Regions from separate parts of the Sus scrofa genome. Here region 1 is linked to region 2. Evidence: chromatin contacts called from public HiChIP or PLAC-seq data. All regions are on one chromosome and are shown on one strand. Each heading gives the region's core, a stretch centred on a gene start, on an enhancer-like site or on the middle of the called end of the contact. The rest is flanking DNA. Distances are from core to core; before and after follow the strand shown. Region 1 overlaps PLCL1 (inactive phospholipase C-like protein 1). Region 2 overlaps PLCL1 (inactive phospholipase C-like protein 1).

Evidence for each region. HiChIP or PLAC-seq counts read pairs in DNA pulled down with a chosen protein or histone mark.
Region 1: a contact with region 2 is called in an H3K27ac HiChIP or PLAC-seq map of alveolar macrophages. The contact joins two enhancer-like sites. A contact is called at or near these places in 1 of 47 Hi-C or Micro-C datasets (retroperitoneal adipose tissue) and 1 of 2 datasets of contacts at active chromatin or transcription factors (alveolar macrophages).

The regions. Positions count from the first base shown.
Region 1 is chr15:101,903,679-101,908,889 of Sscrofa11.1, reverse strand. PLCL1 (inactive phospholipase C-like protein 1) reads right to left here. Exons shown (of 9, transcript XR_002339304.1): 5 at 5,001-5,110. Among named protein-coding and RNA genes, the nearest start is that of PLCL1, 280 kb to the right of the region's middle. Within about 2 kb of position 3,614, at least 2 of the 83 cell types and tissues checked have an H3K27ac peak or open chromatin away from gene starts, as enhancers often do. A contact at or near this core is called in alveolar macrophages, where this site is marked.
Region 2 is chr15:101,745,824-101,751,263 of Sscrofa11.1, reverse strand. The region is part of intron 1 of PLCL1 (inactive phospholipase C-like protein 1); the gene reads right to left. Among named protein-coding and RNA genes, the nearest start is that of PLCL1, 120 kb to the right of the region's middle. Within about 2 kb of position 3,988, at least 1 of the 83 cell types and tissues checked has an H3K27ac peak or open chromatin away from gene starts, as enhancers often do. A contact at or near this core is called in alveolar macrophages, where this site is marked.

The sequences.
Region 1 (5,211 bases), core at 2,365-4,864, 160 kb before region 2:
TGCTACCACCTTTCAGTGAAACTCTCTTTGAACTTAAAGAATCAATCACTCTGGATGGAGTCCAAGACTTTAAGTAAATTCCACTTCATAATTTATTATGTTTTTGTTTCTGTTTGTTTTGTTTTTGTTTTTGTTTTTTGCTTTTTAGGGCTGCACTCGTGGCATATGGAGGTTCTCAGGCTGGGGGTCTAATCAAAGCTACAGCTGCCAGCCCATGCCAGAGCCACAGCAACTCCAGATCCAGGCCGCATCTGTGACCTACACCACAGCTCAAGGCAACGCCAGATCCTTAACCCACTGAGCGAGGCCAGGGATTGAACCTGCAACTTCATGGTTCCTAGTCGGATTCGTTTCCACTGTGCCATGACGGAAACTCTTATATTATCTTTTGTCAGTGATGTAGTATAAATTCATATTTCTTTCACGAGATTTTCAGAATTCTCATTAGCGAAATACTTCCAAAATTAATAACAACTTTACTACAATAGGTTGGGCCATGCAAATGAAGTTGTAATATCTCTTTCTGGAGGATGTAAAGAAAGGAAAATTTTTCATTATAAGATTTTAATATTATGCTAATTACTCAATAAAATTCATTTGTGAAGGACAGCATGGAGAAAAGAGAGATGGAAGGAACAGTTGAAATGTGAAGGTGGGATGAAATGGAGCTATCTTGGTTCAGTGATTATCTGGAAAAGACACTGACGGAGTCACTGAGACCTGCACCATCACATCATCCCCAATGTACACAGAAGCTATTTAGAGAGTTCAATTTTGTTCTCAGCAGTGAAGGAATAAGAAAGGGAGAAGAGGAAAATGACTACATTAGTTGGTTATTGGCATGTGGGAAAGTGTAGGGAAATGCAGATCTGCTAAGCAATCCCTACTCTGGACCCATTCATGGTGCTAAAATATGAATGAAAGAAAAACACATGTTTGGGAGTTCCCTGAACCATTGTGAGTTTAGCCTCCTTACTGGATTCTAAGTCCTTGTTCCTAGTGTGGAAAATTTGGACTCTGTAAGTATAATTCATTTTCATTATATTGTAAAGCTCTTCAACTTTGTCTCTGCAAATGTTTCTCCAATTTCTCTGTCATGTATTAATATCAGATCATTGCAGAAAACACAGAATTGCAGAAAACATAAACTGAATAATTTACTGTTTAGTCTCAGAGCAACGTGCTTTAAAGCCAATGACCCTTTCCAGAACGCCATGCTGCCAACCTACCACTCCCCCAAAGGCATATTTCTCATTTTTTCTAGATCCTCCCTTGCTTGTTGGAAATTACATTGGAATTAAATATATAGCTACATGAATTCATATATTCTACAAATATTGGTCAATCACCACTCCTTTCCCCTACATATTGAGGAGTCCTTGCAAAAATTGTGTGCAAGGAAATCTTTGCAGTTAAGCAATTCAGAATTTATAGGTGAGTCTTGGCATATCCTACTATTTCAGTGATTATGTCTTACCAGTGTGGTTAGTACTAATCCAACCAGTTGTAAGCAACGGAAATTGACTCTAGTAAACTTAAGAAATGGGGCATTTTTAGGAGCTTGGAAAATCAACAGGAGGGCTGGAGAACACAGCAGGAACTAAGAAGTCTGAGTCTAAGATATAAGAAATGAAGGAAGAGTCTTAGAGAGGAGGGTCTTCTCAGAGAGGCACCACTGCAATAACCAGTCTCCAAAAGAGCTTGGTCTCTTTGTCTCTGAGCTAAAAGTTCAAATTCCAACGAGGTCATTTGTTTAGGGGAAAGGGCACATAATTAGCAACAGGTCCACTAAATGCAATGAAGGAGAGAAATGACATATGAGAAGTTTGGAAAAATTCACTATTCTTGTTTAAGTTCCTTGCACTCAAGCTGAAATACCAGAAGCTTGTACATGAGTTAAAATAATAGAATATTTTCTCTTTTTGAATTATAGTTTTGTGCAGATAAATGCCCAGGAGTGGGACTGCTGGATCATACTATAGCTCTATATTTAGTTTTCTGAGGAACCTCCCTACTGTTTTCAATAGTAGTTGTACCAAGGTACATTCCCACCAACAATGAAGGAGGGTTCCTTTTTCTCCACACCCTCTCCAGCATTTGCTATTCGCAGACTTGTTAATGATGGCCATATGATATCACTTATATGTAGAATCTAAAATATGGCACAAATGAACCTATCTACTAAACAGAAAAAAAAACTCACAGACATAGAGAACAGACTTGTGATTGCCAAGAGGGAGGGGGGAGGGAGTGAGATGGACAGGGAGTTTGGGTTAGTAGATGCAAACTATCATATTTAGAATGGATAGACAATAATGTCCTACTGCACAGCACAGGGAACTATGTCCAATCTCTTAGGATAGAACATGATGTAAGATAGTATGAGAAAAAGAATGCATATATATGTATGCTGGGTCACTATGCTGTATAGCAGAAATTGGCATGATTAATTTTTTATAATCAATTATACTTTAATAAAATTAAAGAATAATAGAAGATTGATTCTATCTCCAAAGATCTGTCCTTTGTATAGCATTTTCTAGGCTCCATTTAGTAATCATCTCCTGTCACTAAACCAAACACATAAACAAACCTCAGAAAAGAGTGAATGGGCTTAAGTCAGAAGTTAACAAAGAAGTAAACAATTATATCTTAAATTTTTTAAAGTGAATACTACTCAGCCATAAAAAAGAACAAAATAATGCCATTTGCAGCAACATGGATGGAACTAGAGACTCTCGTGTTAAGTGAAGGAAGTCAAAAAGAGAAAGACAAATACCTTATCACATATCTTAAATCTAATATATGGCACAAATGTTTCTATCTATAGAAAAAAGAAAAACTAACTCATGGACATAGAAAACAGATTTGTGGTTACCAAGGGGGGGGTAGGGAGTGGGAAGGACTAGGAGTTTGGGGTTAGTAGATGCAGACTATTATATTTGGAGTGGATAAGCAATGAGATCCTGCTGTATAGCACAGGGAACTATATCTAGTCACTTATGATGGAGCATGATGGAGGATAATGTGAGAAAAAGAAGATATATATGTACGACTGGGTTACTTTGCTATACAGCAGAAATTGACAGAACATTATCAATTAACTCTAATAAAATTTTTTAATTATTAATTTAAAAAAGCCTTTTCTTCCAATGGTCATCCTCACCCTTATGAAAGTAATACCATATATGTGTGTATATATGGTATTACACACATACATATATATACACATACACAGTAATAATATATATATATATATATAGTGTCGTTTTGTGCACTGTAACTTAGATATCTTGTATGTATTACTTCATTTAATTCTTACAAAACTAGAGGTGGAGATACTTTTATAACCCTCAGACAGATTACATAACTTGGCTAATGCCTCGCACCTATCAGGCAATTTGCACACAGAGCCTGTGCCCTCACTCCCACACCAGGCTTCCTGGATTCGGTCACATGGCTTGATTCTAACAGGAGGCAGGAGGACAGGGTAGTGGTTAGAACCATGGGCATGAGTTAAAAATCTCAATTCTGCCATCTACTAGCTGAAGGTAAGAAACTGAAAACTCCCTAAACGTCACTTTCCTCCTCTGTGAGATGGAGGAGGTCATATCAGGGTCAGCATGAGTTGCTGCAAGATCACATGGTTATTGCAAAGAGGAAAGGAGGAAACATATAACCTTGTGAAGTGCTGAATAATCAGTGGCTATTATTAGTTATATACCTGTCTCCCCTTGTAGACTAGTCCTAGAGGCTCAGGTATTACATTTTTGATATTTGTGTCCCTAGCTCCTTTCTCAGTGATCAGCATATTAACAAGCCCACAAAAAATATATGCTGACTAGAAAGCATTTGTATGAGGGCTCATACTGCCATGTTGTAGTTAAGTATTATAAAATGAGCTCCTCTTTATATTAACACTACAGTTTCTGCCTAAGCAAATGATGCCTTTTCCCCCATCCTACTTCCTGCCTCTAGACTGCTAACTCATGAGGTCAGATCTGTATCAGTTTTGTTCTCTGTGAGTCCCCAATGCATAGTAGAGAGCCCAGTACATAGTAGAAGCTAAACAAATATTTGGGGATTGAATTTTTAATAAATATCTGTGACAGGTCTCACAGTTCACCTAGGACTTTCACATAAACATGTGCAGTATCTCTCTGCAGAGCAGGCTCTGGAGCCACACTGCCTGGGTTCAAACTCCAGCCTCACCATTTACTAGCTGAATGATCTTGGGTAATAAACATAAGGGTTCAATGTCTCAGTTTTCCCACTGGTAAAATAAGAATACTAACAGTATTGGGTTAATGAAAGTATGAAAATGTTAACTCATATGAACCTTATAACATAGTACCTGGTGCATCATAAGTGTTCTTTAATTGTCAGGAATTATTAATTTTGTTTGCAGCTGTTTTCCTCCATTGCACTGCTAAGAAGAAATTATTCCAACTGCCTGAATCACTTATTCATTCATGTAACAAAATATGAAAAGCAGCATCTTCAAAGTCCTAAAATTAATTTTCAGCAGAGCAAATTATAATCTCAAAAACACAGACTTCCAAAAATTTTGCAAAATTTAGGGATTGTTCTCAAAATAAAATAATCCTAAATGGTTCCAGATATCCTACAGTTTAAGGCTCTTCCAAATCCTTTGTGTTAGATTCTTCTTCAGTAACATTTTATGTTATTCTTTCCACATACAAGAACAGCCATACTGACTTGAACAGAAGTGTGAGTAAACACACACACACACTCCCCCCACCTAGGTAATGGAATTAGGTCATGCTGTCCTCTGCCTCTATTACAAACCTCATTGTCCTATTATGGCAAAAACTGTGTCAATCACAGCATGCATCTCCCATCACTTAGAGCATGAATTAATTAGGCCGCACATTAATTAAAAATTCAAATCACCATATTTAACTACTGACGCTTCTCTACACATTGAGAGATGAGGAGCCGAAAAATAAAGCAAAGGGGCACTTGAGTGCTTCATGTACCTTCAATACTGTAATGTTCCAAGCAAAGCTCTCAGTTGCTTTGTTGAGTTTTCTTCCTTTCAAGCCTTCTTTTGCCCCCAGATTATGAAGTTCCTCATGGAACTCCATCCCTTTGAAAAAAGAACATAAAAGAATTCATCATATAGATTTCTGAAAAAAATAGACCTTTTATTGTGAAAATATTTTCAATAAAAATCTAATTTCCCACTTC
Region 2 (5,440 bases), core at 2,739-5,238:
GAAGTACAATCAACACAAATTGATGATGCGCTGAAACATAGAAGGAAGTGTCAAAGATGGCTCCCAAGGTCCTGAGAAGACAGATACATTATTTATTCATGAAGACTAAGAGAAGCATGTTTCTAGATGATGATCATGGAATTTAACTATGTGAAACTTGAGATGTCTATGAAACACAAACATGGAATTTCACATCAGAGTTGAAAGAGAAAATATGAAATTTAAACAAATTTAAAGATAACTGGGGAGTTATTTCTCTATTCACCATCAGCCTTGGAATCATTGTCTGACTCATCCCACATACAAAGTGCAAAGTAAGCCCAGCTGCCAAATACCATTTTAAATGCTTAGGGAACAGTATAGGGTCCCAAGTCAGTCATTCCTCTACAAAGGAAATCCATAATTCCTTTGATCTTCCCCTTGGTTTTATTCTACATACTTTCTCCTTGGAATTAATGACTTGAAGTTTTTTTAATTCTTAAATCAAACATCTAATTAATTTCTATTTAATCCTTCATTGGAACTGTGTGTGGTTTGCGTTTGTTTTCAAAATTCTAAATCTAAAGTTCATTCCTAAAATGTCCTTGTCCAAACAATCTCTACAACATTTAGAGGCTGATATGGCAGAGAACATCATAGGGTGCTTGGGACTGTATGTAAACTACAGAAGTAACCCATAAGAGAAATGAGACAAAGAGAGAAATGGGCTTTACAAAATCTTATCCAGAGGTCAGAATTCAAGTAGCAGTCATTTGAATGTATTCATTCAAATAGTATCAATCATCTTAATAGTGTGTTTCAATATGAGAAAGAAAGAGAAACATCCTGACTTGATTGCTCTGGCCAGGCATTGTGAATGTGCAAATACTGCTTTCACAAAGTCAGAAGTATGAACAATAACATCCTTCTCAAGTCTAATGAACACTCCATCACTACAGCGGCACATTTATAAACTTCCATGAAACTCGGTGAAAGTGGGTTCAGGGATGCACTGGACATTTTATCATATGATCCCTTGCTCATACTACTTTTAAAAGAGCTGAAGAAGAAATCCCTTAGAAACAGCTTCCTGTCCATTTACAACCTACAAGGGAGCCCAACCAAAAAAAAAAAAAAAAAAAAAAAAAAAAAAACTTGCTAGCAAACCAACATGTTTCCTCAGGTAAAAGAAGGAACCATAAACACATTCATTTTAAGGTAATCATCTTTTAACTATAGCTGCTAATACTGAATGACAGTTGCCATAAACTCTAATTAGATGAGGTGCATAGAGTTAAGTGTATCAAGCCAAAATGCATTTACATCTGCCTTACAGATTTCTAGAAGCATCTCACAGCATTTATCTCTGTAGCTATAACCATTTTTAATCTAGCTTTCTTCCAGGAAGTTTATTTTAGGCTCAGAAATTTAAATACCATATCAAAAAAAAAAAAAAGAAAAGCATAAAGACTTTAACAAATCATTCCATAATGTAGGCCATAGCTCAGGACAATATACAAAATAAAGAAAAACTATGAACATTAAGAACCTTCTTCTCACTCTTGTCCAAGACACACCTTGATCTTAAGTCACTTAGCAGGCCCAGGGCCATTGACTACCAGCAGTCATTATTCATAATGATGATGATGAGCCAGAACAAATAGCCAATTTACCAATTACCACTCTCATTTTTGCCCAGACATTACAGCCTTTCCCTCAACTAGCCTTTCCAAAGATTTGCAATTAAACATTTTAGTTTCCTTTCTACCAGCTATGGGGAAATTAACATATAGAAATGATACAAGGATCAGATAAGAGAAAGAAAGCAAGGAGAAAAAGAGGGCAACTTAGATAATTCTCCAACTACTAATGAGCTCCTGAATAATTAAGAATCAGCTAAGAAACGGTGCCCATCCCATTTATTAAAATTTTTAAAAGGTCTCTTTCTATAGCCTTACATAAAGGCCCAGCCTTTTAAAAAGCAGAGATCTGGGAGTTCCTGTTATGGCTCAGTGGGTTAAGAATCCAACTAATATCCATGAGGATTCAAGTTTGATCCCTGGCCTTGCTCAGTGGGTTAAGGATCCAGTGTTGCCTCAAGCTGAGGTATAGGTCACAGACCTGGCTCAGATCTGGCACTGCTGTGGCTGTGACGAAGGCCTGCAGCTACAGCTCCAAATTGACCCCTAGCCTGGGAACTTACATATGCTGCAGGTGTGGCCCTAAAAAGGGGGGTTGGGGTGCCGAGAGCCAGTAACTGCTCCCTTCACACATGTTTTATTACTAAGGACAGGTACTTTAAAATATTTCCTTTTTAGTTTCTCACTTTTTCTATAAAAAAAAAAAAACCTAAGCCTCACCAAAGAAGAAGAAAACAAAGCCAAAGCAGCAGCCCTGAGAAAATCAGAATATCTTCCCCATTAGATGTGATCTCCCTTTCCTTTATTACACTAAGGTGTTTAAAATGCTGTCTTCTGTTTCTTCTCCATTATGAACCTTATCTCCCCCTTCTCCTTTCTGACATTACTAATTTATTTTTTTGTCTTTTTAGAGCCACAACCACAGCAGATGGAGGTTAACAGACTAGGGGTCAAATTGGAGCTGTAGGGCTACACCACAGCCACAGCAACTCGAGATCTGATCCGAGTCTGTGACCTACATCACAGCTCACAGCAATGCCGGGTCATTAACCCACTGAGAGTGGCCAGGGATCGAACCTACATCCTCATGGATACTAGTCAGATTTGTTTCCTCTGAGCCACGACGGGAACTCCCTCCCTCCTGACTTTAATATTAACTCAAAGCCACAGTCCATGCCTCACTTTTAACGCCCTCAATGCCTGGCAGAGTGTCTTACCAATAATAGATGAGTAAGAAATAGCTCTTGAATTAAACCAAATTGAACTCACCTTTCTACACACACACACAATCCTGAGTTATCAAGAAGCACACATTCCTGGAAATGCGGAACAACCATACCTACTGCAGTAAAGAGATGTTTTAGGGTGACAACTCCTCAACCACCAGCAGCTGAAGGAAAAAACCCAAGTTCCCAACACAGCCTCCTTCCACAAGATCAGCACAGAAACTAGCCACATCTCGTCAGATGGTAACTGTGGAAGAGATAACCAAGTAGGAGAGGGCTCTGCAATATTAGTAGTAATGACCAAACAGAGAAACTGATAAGCATGAGCCACCAAAGCCTAAAATGGAGAAACTGGTTATTCTTTGGGTCCCTTAGTCACATTATGTCTTACTCATTCACCATTCATTAGAATCTCCTCTAAAATGGTTCAGTCCTGATCCATGAAGGAGATCTGATAGTCCAATCTAAACAAAACTGGGACTATATAGATATAGTGTTTAGAATGACCACAGCCCTCCAGTCTCAGTAACCTCCCAAAACACCTGTAGCCTCTCCATTTCCCCTTTCATATTCATCTGACCTTGTAGTAAGAAAAACATTCAAGAAAGTTTTATCGCAGTCCTTTGCACTTCACACTGACCTTACACCTGTGAATAATGGACTCTGTTGGTGAGTTGGTGTGTAGACTGGGTGGAGAAGAGCACAAGTGTCCAGCCTAATGTCCCTGAAATCATATTCAGTAAAGCCCTCTCTAAACAGAAAGGCGGAAACCCCAACGAGACCACTTGTGTAAAGGTACTGATATCTTTTGCACGAAAGAGAAAAGAATGGGTGCAATTTGGATGGAGAAATTAGTAAGTTAATTAAGGACCAGCCTTATAAGTTGCTGCTGAGAGCAACAGCTGAGCCCCATGTGATTCTAGTCCAGTTCAATTATTTTATCCTCCTTTAAAAAAAAAAAGAAAAGAAAGAAATATCCTCTGAGTAATATCAATTATAGCACCAATTCCAGACCACTATTCTGAGGTGGATGAGGCAACAGGGAAGTATATAATGAATGACTTCCACCAGCCCAATCTAAACACTTTTTTAGGGACAAAGGGATCCCGGGCTTGGCTGCTGGCAACAGACACTGCTTAGGCTCTGTCTTCCCTTCTGAGACACCTCCCACTTCCCCTTCCCTATGAAAGTGGCACTTTTTCACTGCAGCTGGAATTTACTCATGTGAAACTTAAAACAGCAAACACAGAATGTGACTTGACCCAAACTCCTCACTTACCTTCCCTGCCATCCCCCAGCCAACTAGTCCCTCATGACTCTGCTGTCCACAGACCCTGAGTACTCACAGCTTGGATACAGAATGAAGCATGAATACCAGAAAGAATAACTTTCTACATCATTCACTAAAACATTTTTATAGAAAAGGAGATAATATAAGTTACAAAAAACAAACTCTTTCCATACAGAAAGAAAAACTTCAAAAAAGGAAAAAAAAAAAAAAAAAAACTATTTCCATCCTTCTGTGAGTTCCAAATGCAATTAGTAAAACTGCCACCATGCCCCCTCAAGATTTGTCCTGGCAGCTGCAAGATGGTTCTCTCAAAATTATGGAAGAGTACTTACTGGATTACAAAATTTCCTTCAATGTTCATACTTTGTAACTCAGCAGGTCTAGCCACTGATAAAAGCAGCTGTTTGATACAAGTCCATAGACTATGATCTATGAACATACATCACTTTTCCTTAACTTACAAGGAAATGAAGAGTATCAAAAAATAAGGCAGAGTAGAAAAATGAGGTCATTTTATATAATAAATAATTAAGGTCACTTTATATAATAAATAATTAAGAAGAAAAATAAATATCCAGTTATCTCATTTTATTTTAAGCCCTTAATTTTCACATATGCAAAACCATATAATAATCTTTCTCTTAAGATGCTGCACCAAGTAGCTCAACTGCAAAACATGTGAGGTTAAGTTCTGTCATGTCATTGTATATATTCCATTTGGCGAATAACAGAGTTGATGGAGGAGTGTTTCTAATGGCCAAAATTGTATGGTTTCTTGAAACAACGTAGGAATTGAATGTTGACTGATATTTCCAAAAACACCTCTTTAAAATGAGAGGTTGGAATTAGAGTAGATAAGCAATGAGATCCTACTGATTAGAACAGTCACTTGTGATGGAACATGATAGAGGATAATGTGAGAAACACACACACACACACAGAGAGAGAGATACTGGGTCACTTTGCTTTACAGCAAAAATTGACAGAACATTGCAAATCAACTATAATAGAAAAAATGAAAATCTTAAAAAATAAAATAAAATGAGAGGTTGGGATATATGGTGAGTTTAATACAATAAAAGGCCACTGCATTCTCCTATAAAAGCGTGATCCAGTTAAAAGAATGCAAGTACTCCATTTCAAACCACATCAATTACTCTTTGATTGTTTATACCTATACAGAGCAGCAGTGATGGATTTTTCTTTAGACCAGAAGTCCTATGACTAGCAGTCATTTGCACAAATTACTATACACTCTTCTATGCAGATTTATCTCATGGGAATAACTTCCTCTTCCCTGTCAC